Regions from separate parts of the Zea mays genome. Here regions 1 and 3 are each linked to region 2. A link is a contact called in public Hi-C data. All regions are on one chromosome and are shown on one strand. The core of a region is the stretch at or near the end of the contact, and the rest is flanking DNA. Distances in the headings are between cores, read along the strand shown. Region 1 has its middle 9.8 kb from the start of LOC100274853. Region 2 holds the start of LOC103640164 (formin-like protein 12). Region 3 holds the start of LOC100192893.

What was found. Hi-C and Micro-C count contacts between places; a contact is called where the count stands out from the background.
Region 1: a Hi-C map of ear shows a contact between it and region 2, with 2.2 times the contacts expected there. The contact joins the enhancer-like site here to the promoter of LOC103640164 in region 2. A contact is called at or near these places in 3 of 25 Hi-C or Micro-C datasets (ear, endosperm and tassel).
Region 3: a contact with region 2 is called in a Hi-C map of tassel, with 4 times the contacts expected there. The contact joins the promoter of LOC100192893 here to the promoter of LOC103640164 in region 2. A contact is called at or near these places in 2 of 25 Hi-C or Micro-C datasets (ear and tassel).

What each region holds. Positions count from the first base shown.
Region 1 is chr1:160,878,643-160,882,773 of Zm-B73-REFERENCE-NAM-5.0, forward strand. No RefSeq gene overlaps it. Among protein-coding and RNA genes, the nearest start is that of LOC100274853, 9.8 kb to the right of the region's middle. Within about 2 kb of position 2,494, at least 12 of the 20 cell types and tissues checked have an H3K27ac peak or open chromatin away from gene starts, as enhancers often do. A contact at or near this core is called in ear, where this site is marked.
Region 2 is chr1:161,184,144-161,187,800 of Zm-B73-REFERENCE-NAM-5.0, forward strand. LOC103640164 (formin-like protein 12) reads right to left here and starts at 1,444. Exons shown (of 18, transcript XM_008662798.4): 1 at 903-1,444. The coding sequence starts at 975.
Region 3 is chr1:161,676,997-161,680,818 of Zm-B73-REFERENCE-NAM-5.0, forward strand. LOC100192893 reads right to left here and starts at 1,403. Exons shown (of 7, transcript NM_001358485.1): 1 at 1-1,403. The coding sequence starts at 652. It also overlaps the pseudogene LOC118476066.

The DNA.
Region 1 (4,131 bases), core at 1,244-3,743, 300 kb before region 2:
AGCTGCCTCCCAATGATGCTACTACCTTCTCTTCGACTGCTTCAACGTTCACATGCCCCTCCCTTGCATGGCGTAGTAAACTGGGTTGCTTGAAAAAACGCCACTTCTAAGCGTATCAACGAAATTTCTTGCAAATTAACCAACCGTTGCAAGCGCCTGCAGGAATTTCGAGAGGAATCCTCAACCTCCGCGACCTTTGCGTGCTAAAGTTATTATAGTCCGTTCACCTTAAATTAAATCATGTCATTTCAGCATTGTCCCAAGTCAAGCTTCTCTAGTCTTAATCGAGTTTAAATGCATCGGTATCTACTACAATATCAATTCTGTTTAGTTAAATCCTCATGAAACATGACTAGACGGTGCATCCATGCAATTGAATTGAAGTCGCGGGAAGTATAAAAGCCCGGTCAAGGGGTAGAGAAATTTGACTTACACACACACACACACACAAAAAGAAAAAAAGAAAATAAAACAACACATTTTTTAATTGCATCCGTTAAGCAGTAGGGGTCGATGAATTATTGCAAGAAAATGTATGTCGCTGCAAGTCAGATCGGATGCTCCATCATTTCCATTGGATTAGGATTAGTGGGTACACGCAGCTGGCATTGCATTATGGTAGGGTAACCGTATCCATCATTGACCTACCGCCCAACTTGACAGTATATCCTCCTCCTCGTCACATACGGCCGGACTTCTCAGACTCATTCGTGAATCATACATGGCGGTTGTCTCCACAGTGCCATTCCAGAAAAAAAAATGCTAATCCCATGCATGGCACAGTTCACGTGCTATTATTGCACATAATTTTCGTAGCACTGTTCCCCTTTGAGAAAATCTCATACTCCCAATACCACATAACAGTACCAAAAAAAAGGATGTACACACACTGAAAAAAATGATAGAATTCAGGTCAATGATCTGAACACTATCCATAAAGAAATTATGTGCAAAAAAAAAAGAGAAACTATCCAGCATAACGAAAAAAAAGAGAAAGAAAGAAAGAAGAAGAAGGCATTTTGTCGTGGCACACAATTTAGCTGTGATCTGAACACTAGCCAATGCAACTTGCTGCAGCACTCATATACAGAGAAGAAAACAAAAGAAATTAATAAATAAAGTAAGCATATATCCAGAATTCCAGTTGATGCCACCAAGCAGAACATGCCCAACGAACTGGCCAAAATGATGATTGAGAGCTCACTGGCACTGCTGCTGATCGAGTCCTTCAAGGTACCCAAAACAAAAAAAAAGAGGGGCGCAAAGAGCTGGAAGAAAAGAAAGCATCAGCCCCACCCCCAATCATCAGGATGGGGAACACTGTGCATCATAAGTAAAGGCAACCAGCTAGCTGTGGCTGTGCCCTGCAGCAACCACTTACTCCTTGCATGGATATATGTCCTAGGCCCCAGAACCCTAGCAGAACGGTTCTCTGGGAAAGGAAATGGGTTGGTTATGCTGTCACCAGGGCTAACGCCTAACGGCCCCCCGCCGCCCACTCAACCAACATCACACACAGTACACAAGAGCCTCCTGATCTTGCCATGCACATCTTGAGCTTTACCATGGCGCTTGCCTGCCGAATGCTCTCTTCTGGCGCAAGATGTTCACGACATTGTATCCAAACAGCTGTCCTGACCAACTTGAAGCTAGATACGTACAATCCGGAATCCAGCTAGAGCGCTAGTCCTTATCCAAAAAGGTACAGTAGTGACAGCAAGCTAAGATGCTGAACTGCCGTGTGTGTGTGACTGTGTGTGTCTGTGAACAGAGGAATTAAGATAGCTGTTAGGGAGTAGCCATCTCCTACTGATCAATGAAGCCTTCACAAATAATCTGCACCCATTAACATTGGTCCTCGTGTGTTTTCGAGAAGTACGTATCACCGGCCGCAGATGACCGACATTTACACGCACACCGGCCGGAGAGCAGCAGCATTACATGCAACGAACAAGGCGGGTTTTGTTAGCATATACGTACTCATAATAATAACATAGTTTAAGACGATACGAACAGGCTAGCTGTTTGTTTTGGATTTTTTTAGCTTCTAATCAGACTGCCAAACGTCCAATTTTTTCCACGACCAGCTTTGGCGAAAATCGTTTGTAGTGAAAACAATCCAAAATCAATGTGAACATGGCCGAGTCGTTGAGATAATAGTAAACCATCACTTTCTACGTCATAAACTCTATGAGCTCTTTTATCCTCCTCTACACGTATTCTCCATAATACTCAATTTTTCACTGCAGCCACCTATAGTTAAAAGCTAATAAAAAAAGTTAAATCAAACAGATACCCATGATATGCTAGATAGGACAGCAACTATACACTGCTAGACAGGACAGAAACCATACGCTGCGATATATATAATGCTGATCATCATACGGCTAGTCATTAGAACGAACCTGACGAACTCCATAAGCCAGACGGACACGCATGTGAGCAGTGGGTATAGTACGTACGTACTAGTAGTGGTCCTGCTCGCATCGCATGCATTCCGGGCTCAAAAACTCCCTCCCTGGGCTGGCTGCTGTTGGATAGAGAGAGGGGCCACCCTATGGCTCGTGCCATGTCTCCTGGTTGGTCGATCTTGGAGGGGAAAAAGTAGTCTCGTCTCTGCATATAATTGCATCGCGTAGTACGCAAACATACTTACATGTCTGTTCGTTGGTGTGGGTTACGTTAGGGGCATGCATGTGATGTGATATGAACCAGTATGCACTGAGATCGGCATCGGTAGTTAGTACTCCGTAGTGTGCCACCGAACGAACGGGATGAGTTGACATGCCACCAGGAATCCACCGCGCATGTGTCCTCCTCCAACCACTCTTCTTTCTTTCTTCCTGATTCTGATGACCCATAAGCCATAATCCAGCAACCAACCTTAGCTGTTAGCTTCCTAGCCTGCATATACGTACCCAACTAACCAGAGACGCTCTCTTCCGATCTTACCCGTTGGTAGTACAACTGCACGCTTCTCGTCAGCCGTCAGGTCAACGCAGCCAGCAGTGCAACTGTTTGCAACATTGCGTTTCAGTCCATGCCATGCAATATCTTTTGAGTCCCAGCTCAACAATCTAGTAGTCTAACCTTTTTTCCCCCCGTTCCGTCAGTCACTGCACAAGCACTTTCGCTTTGAGTGCACAAGCTGCCGCTGCCGCACCAAAAAAATAAAAATAAAAAACATTGGAGGAAACGAATGAATCGCCCTGCTCGTTCGTTTGGACGAGCAAGAAACAAAATAAAAATCGCTTGCCAACAAACAACAGGCCCTTTTGATGCAGTGGTGTGTTTGGTTCCACTCAACTAAAGTTTGGACCCTACCACCGTGTCGAATGATAATTACATGTATTAAATATAGTTTAATTATAAAATATATTACACATATAAACGTTAAAAGACGAGGCGTAGTTATTAAATCTAAGTGAGTCTATATTTGATAGACATAATTGATATTCAAATATTTAATGTAGCTCGAACTAAACTTTTGCGGGAGGAAACCAAAACACCCAAATTTGTAGCCGGTATATAGCCAGTAGCCAGTGCCCCCGTCAGGCATAGTACGTCCTGCATAAACTTTTTTTTTGCTCACAAAGAAAGAAAAAGAAAAGGAAACATGTGGCGTGTCACAAAGCTGCCTCCCTCGCCCTGATAGTTTCAGTCAGGTAGTGCCAGTGCTGGTGAAACGGACATCAAGGTAGGAAACCTTGTCGAGCGCTTTGGTATATCCTTTTTCTGCTTCTTTTTTTGATTCACCAAAACAAAAAAAAAACACAATCTGATCACGTATCACATACGTAGTGCCTGCTGACTCTGTCCGAACTCCGAAGTAACTTCCTTCCATTCAGAGTAATAACATTAAGCTGCATACGAAAACTTGGTCTCAGAAGGGCTGCCGGCGGCCTCCCCTCCCATGGCGAGCGAGTGCCCCCTCCCCGCCATTGCAGCCGACCCTCCCACCTCAACCCAGCTCCCCACCTCTCTCCTCCACCGCAGATCGATAGATCAACCCGCTACCTCCCTCCCAAGCCCTGTTTCGCCTCGGCCGACGCGCTCTCCTACCGTGCCCCCGCCCTGTCTACCTCCGCCTCCGCCGCCGGCAGGAACACAGAGGAGATCTCGCCCAGCCTC
Region 2 (3,657 bases), core at 194-2,693:
CTTGGTCCTACATACTCAAAGGTCAAAGCTCTCTAATATAATGAAACACAGTTCTCCTGTGTTTTCAAGAAGAAAAAACATACTCAAAGGTCAAAGCAAAAACGAATGGGAGGTTATCCTGTCAGTCCTACTAAGAAGTCACCTAACTGCACTACTGAAAACTCACCAGCAAACAACTGACTCCAAAGTCTGCAACTCAAAGATGCCAATCAGTATCTCTAATCATGTGAAACTTAATTAGATCAATCATGTTTTCAAACATTTTAGCAGCATGGTGGTGCAAGACCAAATGCACTTTCCATTCAAATTTTCTGATAGCGAAGTAGCAGATTAAGTCACGATTGCATTGGTTGTTGATGAGCAAGCATTATTGTATTAGGCATAGACTAAATATCACAGGTCCTCAACTGACCAACAGAAAACCCATCAGCGGGCAACGTGGTATCTATATTCAAACATGTAAGTTACATTTATCAGCCATAAATTTGTAACATTATTTAGCACAAAATGGTCTGCATAACATAGGAACTTCAGAATTATCCTACCTGCACAATTCAACGAGGTTGGTAGCAACGTTACTATCAAAGTGTAGTAATGAAGAAAGAAGAATTGCAGCAACAGTCGAACGCAATGAGCAAACCCTTTTGATAGCCATAGTTCTAAACTTCTAACGAAACTAGAATGGGGCTGCAAAGTCTTCTTTTTCTTTAAATAAAGGCTGCAAAATCATGCTGGCACAGTAAGCTAATGCAGCATGCACGAGGAAGACATGTTAGCTGAAAGGCTGAAAAACAATATCCAGAGAAATATGTTCCGTCACTGAGCGAAATTACAGAATGCAGCTGCGTTTCCGGTGCTAAAATTCCCCAATCGAAGAGGAGGCGCGTGCGGGGTTAGCGTACCGTAGACGCGGTCGGCGATCTCGAGGAGCCGATCCGGCGGCTTCCGGTAGAAGAGCCTCCGGAACAGCGCCATCCCCTTGCGCTTCCGTCCGCCGTCGCCGTCGCCGCCGTCTCCGGCGGCCTGCCCCCGGGTCCACTTGCTCCGCGACGCCCGGGACCAGCCGACAGCACGTTTGCCCGCGGCCAGCCAGCCAGACCGCGGCGGCGGCGCCAGCGATGATCGGGCCCCGTGCTGCCCGGTATCGCTGCCGCCCCAGCGCCCACCCGCCAGCGCCGGCTGACGACACGATCGCCGGCGATCGGGAGCGCCACGCAGCCGCCCGCCCCAGCTCCGGCGCGCGAGTCGCGGGAGGGCAATGCTGCGCGCGGCGGAATTCGGCCAGCTAGGGTTTGCTCTCCCCCCCCTCTCGTTTTTTTTCGCTCGTGCTGCTGAAATTATTTTGGGGGTGTTCGAGGTGGCGGAGGAGGAAGCCAGGGAGGAGGAGCCTGACGCCAGCGCCAGGAGGCGGCAGAGCAGAGCACGCACGATTGCTCGAAACAAAATTCATAACGAGCAAATGCCTCCGCGGATGGATTTTTCTACGGATGACATATGGGGCCGGCACCAACGGGCAACGGTTGGCTGCGGCAGCGACGTGACCGTTGTTGCATAGGGACACGGTGCGCGCCAGCTGCTCGGCGCACGACACCAAGCAGCGCTCGTCTGGTGGGCTTCTTGATGATCGTGGGCCGACTCTGCACTAGTCAGGAGTAGTTGGTCTGGGCCTGTAACAGGAGGATGAATCCAAGTTGGCCTAGCGAAAAGGAGTAGGGATGATAATAGATACGAGTATGGGTAAATAAACACGAATAATTATCCATTGGATATGGGTATGTTGGAATTTGGTATCCGCAGGTACAGCTATCTATGGATATAATAAGGTATCCGCGGATATTTTTTTCGCGGGTACGGATATCCAGTATCATACCCGTTACCCAATTGATATCTAACATGTGGGCCATCCAGATTTATATATTATATTATCATAAATTTTTATTTTCCAATTTTTATCTATAATATGTTGTTTGATGCTGAAATTATCATTTGATGCTACTGGAATGATAATTATTTCGAAATGTGATAAAATTGTTGTTTAGTGTTGAATGCTAAAATTATAGTGGGCGAGTGGGTAACGGGTATCCACTGGATAGCGGGTATGGGTATGGATACAAATCCATACCCGCGAACGTTTATGGGTACGGGTATGGGTTAAGTTTTTTCTCGTGGGTTTAGATTCGCGAACTATATATCCGTGTACTAACCGCCCGATTGTCATCTCTAAATGGGACTCACGCCGCGTTACCTATGCTACGAGTAAGTCTGATGTGTATATCATGCAAAATAGGGTAACATTGTAGACAATATTGTTTATACAATAAAATTTAACATAGGAGATGGAATAAAAGATATGATGGATAAGCTCTTCGAAGTCTCTGAGTCTAGTTTATTAGAAATTCTTCATCTTTTTCTATAATAATAATAATAATAATAATAATAATAATAAAAGAATGGCCCGAATTCATCATAGCTTAAATCATGTCCAAATATGGAATCTGTTTAGAATCTATTTGGATCTCCAGACTAAAATTTGGTCATTCACTGAATTATAGGCTAAATATGGACTAATAAAAAATTCTACTATGTTCGACTCATCAATTAGCCTATACTAATTTTCGTAATACCATGGTTAGTTTATATTTAGGCCTTCTATTTTGCATTCAACTCATAGACTCAAATTTAAGGGGTGTTTGGTTTCTAAGAACTAATTTTTAGTATCTTCATTTTATTTTATTTGGTTCCTAAACTGACAAATATAGAAATTAAACTCTATTTTAGTTTCCGGATTTGGTAATTTAGGTACTAAAATGAAATAAAATGGAGGGGCTAAAAATTAGTCTATAGAAACCAAACACCTCCTTAGTTTAAGGCTATGTTTGAGAGGGCTTCACTCAAGAATTGTAGCTTCGGTTTTCTAGCTTCACCATGAAACAATTTCAACAGATTGATATGGCATGATTCAAGATTGTTTGGCTTGCACATAGACTCTAGTTTCTGTGATACAATTAATTTGTATGAATTTCCTTAATTACCCTTGATTAGCGGGTGGAGAAATAGACAAGAATCGATATGTCATGTAAACCAATTGCATGGTGGGTAATTTTTGTGCAACTTCATTGTCGGGGACCATAATTAGGGGTACCCCCAAGACTCCTAATCTCAGCTGGTAACCCCCATCAGCACAAAGCTGCAAAGGCCTGATGGGTGCGATTAAGTCAAGGGTCGGTCCACTCAAGGGACACGATCTCGCCTCGCCTGAGCCCAGCCTCTGGCAAGGGCAGCCAACCCCGGAGGATTCACGTCTCGCCCGAGGGCCCCCTCAAGCAACGGACACACCTTCGGCTCGCCCGAGGCCCAGTCTTCGCCAAGAAGCAACCTTGGCCAGATCGCCACGCCAGCCGACCGTATCGCAAGAGCATTTAATGCAAGGGTGGCCTGACACCTTATCCTGACGCGCGCCCTTCAGTCGACAGAGCCGAAGTGACCGCAGTTACTTCGCTGCTCCACTGACCGGCCTGACAAGAAGACAGTGTCGCCTGCGTCGCTCCGACTACTGTGCCACTCGACAGAGTGAGGCTGACAGCAGCCAAGTCCGGCCTCGGGCGCCATAGGAAACTCCGCCTCGCCCGACCCCAGGGCTTGGACTCGGGCTCAGCC
Region 3 (3,822 bases), core at 153-2,652, 490 kb after region 2:
TGTCGGGGGAGGAGCTGAGTCCGGCGAGGTCATGCTCGAGGTACTCGAAGACGAGGTAGATGGAGGGGGAGGAGCGGGAGGTGACGAGGCCCTCGAGTCCGACGACGTTGGGGTGGCCTTGGAGGCGGCGGAGGATGAGGATCTCCCGCGCCATGAACCGCACGCTCTCGGGCTCCACGCTGTCGAAGCGCACCTTCTTGAGCGCCACCAGGCGGCCCGTGGCCAGCTCCCGCGCGCGGAACACGCTGCTGTACGTGCCCTGCCCCACCTTCTCCAGCTTCTCGAAGCCGTCGGCGCGGAGCGGCACCCACCCGTGCACGGCCTCGGCGGCCACCGCGCTCAGCCACGCCGGCCACCCGGCTGCCGCCTGCTCGCCCTCCACGCACGGCCGGACGCTCCCCAGCCGCGCTGCCGCCGCTACCGCAGCCTCCCTCCCCGACCGCCGCCGCCGCCGCTCGTCCTCGTCGTCGTCTTTGAACGCCTCCAGCCGCACCGGCCGGCTCCATATCGACATCGCCGACGCCGACGCCGACGCCGAGCCCAGGTCCGCCGACGCCGACGCGCTGCGGGACATATTGTAGGAGCACGACGACACGTCGTCCTCGTACGACGGCGAGGACACCACCCCGGGCCTCGACACCGCGCAACCCATGTCTGCCGCCCTCGCCGCCGACCGGCGGGCCAAGCACCTGCTTATGGCTCCACGGAGGCGGCGGGGGACTGGAAACAGAGGAGGAGCAAGAACACAGGGGAGGGAGGGGGAGGGTCGGTCTCCTCTCTCTCCTCCTCCTCCTCCTCCTCCGTTCTGTCTTGTTCTGTTCTGCCTCCCCGGGCGATCAGTCTCCTCCCCCTGCGTCCACAACAAGCAATCCGAGCAGCGGCTAGCCTAAAGATAGCAACGAAGGCGATGGCAGGCCATGGCCGATTGCTCCAGCTGCCCGCCTTTAATTGGTGCTCAATCTGTCCTTCCCTTTTGCTTTTAGTTCCTGCGCTGGTCTTGAGCTGGGGAGCAAGTGCACCTCTCTCACTCCCTCTCTGATCTTCTTGTCTGGCCTCCTAAAGCCTAACTCTACGCATGGTGGAGGATTAGGGCCTTGGGGGGCTTTGGTTAATTGCAACAACCTGTCTATGCCAGAGACCAAGGACGAATTGAAGAACAGGTGCAGCAGATCCAAAAAAAAAAAGTAAAAGTTGAAGCTTTTGATAGTGTTTTGGATAAATTTTGTCGTCGAACTGGTTGGGACTTGGGAGTTTGTTAGTAGTTTTTTCTTTCGCGAAAAGAAAGAAGATACAGGTGTGCTGGAACGCAATGGTCAAAGAATGCATTTGCTTTGGGTGAGGGTACACGGGCAAAGGGGAATTAGTGTGGAATTGATGCGCGCGCGCAAGAACAGGGGGGACACCAACGCGGTGTCCTGGTTTTGGGCGGGGAAACGTTCATGTGGCAATATTTATAACGCTAGGGCAGTAAGCAGTATGGGCAATGCTGTACTAGCCGTTTGTATTTAAACCCCGGTCTGCCCTTTTTCATCGAATTCTAAATTTCAAATTCAAGTGCTTACTCATTCTTGATGGTTTAGTGCTGTTTGTGAGCGATGATGTGGTTGATGAAAAGATGAGCACATGTGAGCAAAGGCAGCTTGTTTAGTGAGCAACATGGGCATCGAGTAGTGGTTAACAAAAAACAACTATAATTAGCATGATAAAAGCGGGGATCTAACGCTTTCGACAACGTGTATTTTTTTCTCCCCTTTTGGCTTTTAGTTTTGGCGTGTTTGGAGAAAGGGATATATGCTCACAATTTCTAGGGCATGTTTGAGAGAAGGGACATTAGAGGGCCTAAAATTTCCTTTTGCTATTTAATTTTAAAAAGTGGTGGGATTTCAGCCTTCCAATCCTCTCTATCTCCTCGCTCTCAAATATAAATAGGAGAGGGAGTTTAGCCCCTCCATTCTCACCTCCACCAACCTCATTTTCATGATATTCAAAATGGGAGGGAACGTTTGGCTAGCTATTGCCATGGTGGTGGGCATTAAGTGAGAATGTTTATGATAGGGACAGTTGTCGGACGTTAAGTTCAGTCTAGGTCTCGTTTCTTTTCGCTGGAGTTCTGTTTGTTTATGCATTGTGTACCGTGTACTTATTTTGGAATCATTGATCGCGATGACGTGGGATTTCGTTGAAGTGAGAGTAAATTTTTTTCACGCTAGTTTTACAACTCTATTTATCTAAGAAATTTTATTTTTTAAAGGAAAATGAACTAATTTTCTCTAGAAAAAATTAAAAAATCTCTTAGAAAAAAAATGAGGTTACCAACTACAACTAGCCCTAAAACTGTCTTTGGGTTCCATTTCTTTTTTTCCTCCTTTGGAACGGCGTGTATCTCTGTATTCCAAAACAAGATCTGGAATTTATGGGAAGCTCGCAGTACTGCACGACGCAGCGCGCGCTGGCCGAACTAGGGGCGGATAATGCCCAATAATGCACTGCAATGGACTCCATGCCATCTGCATGGTTGGTTAATTAGCTTAGGCTATCTCCTACCTCATTTTCTAGTTTATTGTCAGCATACCATCGGCTTCAGTACACTTTGAACACCAATCGGCAAGCGCAGGAACGAATGAAGCTGCTGTTGGAAGGATGGGCCGCCGCGTGCGCAGGCCTAATACGCGGGTGACGGGAGCCGAATGGATGACTTGACTAATGGGCCGTGGACCGTGTCCAGTATATTGTTGTACAAATACTCGATAGGATGCTGCTAATAGAGTTGTCGAATAACAGAACAATATTCGTCCATTCCTTCTGTTCTTCTTCCTCGGACCTCTCCTGCTCTCTTCCTCATATCCGGTAACATTCACGACGAAGGTGCGTGACAAATTTATCCATATTTCAAATATTTCTCTGTAAACAGTATCAAACAATATTATCTATATTTTTGTACTCCCTCCGTTTCTTTTTAGTTGTCGCTGGATAGTTCAATTTTACACTATCCAGCGATATCTAAAACGAAACGGATGGAGTATCCCTTATTGTTTACGCTCTGCTAAAAACAGTCTTAGCTATCGAGGCACTGCAAGAACTCCTTTTGTTTTCTTTTTTGAGAAGTGGTTGGCGCCTTGGCTGTGGTGGTGAAGAGTGAGGCTGGTGCCAGTGCGGACGGCAGCGCGGGCGAGAAGAGGCCGCTGCCGCCCGCGCGCGGGCGATAGGCGGACGAGAGGCCGGCGTCGGGCGATGGCGCTGGCGCCCGGCGAGAGCGGGCGATATCGCCTCGCTCTCGCCCGCGCTGGAGCGCCCGCCCGGGCGAGATGCGGGCGAGAGGGAGGCGAGGCACTGGCGGGGCGAGAGCGCGGGGCGAGAGCGCGGGCGAGAGCGACGTGGCGCGATCTGACTGGTCCACGTGTCGCGATCTGATTGGTCCACGTGTGCTAGCCGTTGCAACTAGCCGTTTTTGACCGTTTGGAGTCCAAAAAATTCGAAAAAAATTGCAAAAAATTACAAATTTCATCCCCAATCCCTCTATATATATCCCTACCCGGGTGGAGCTCATTTCACACACCATTTCATCTCATTTCTCTCTTCCAAACTCGCCTTTTCTACTCATCTTCACGTCATGTCTTCCTCGAGCACAAACTCAAGTGAAGGAGCCGAAGGGGGAATGTGCAATGCATTGCAAGCAGCCATGGAGGAGGCTATGCTCAACCTCAATGAAGAGTCGTCGAGCAGGCCCAAGCGTCGTCGACGCTACATCAATCGTGATCGTGAGTCTGCCCATGATCGGCTTCATCAAGACTACTTCGCCGATGACTGTGTGTATCCTCCAAA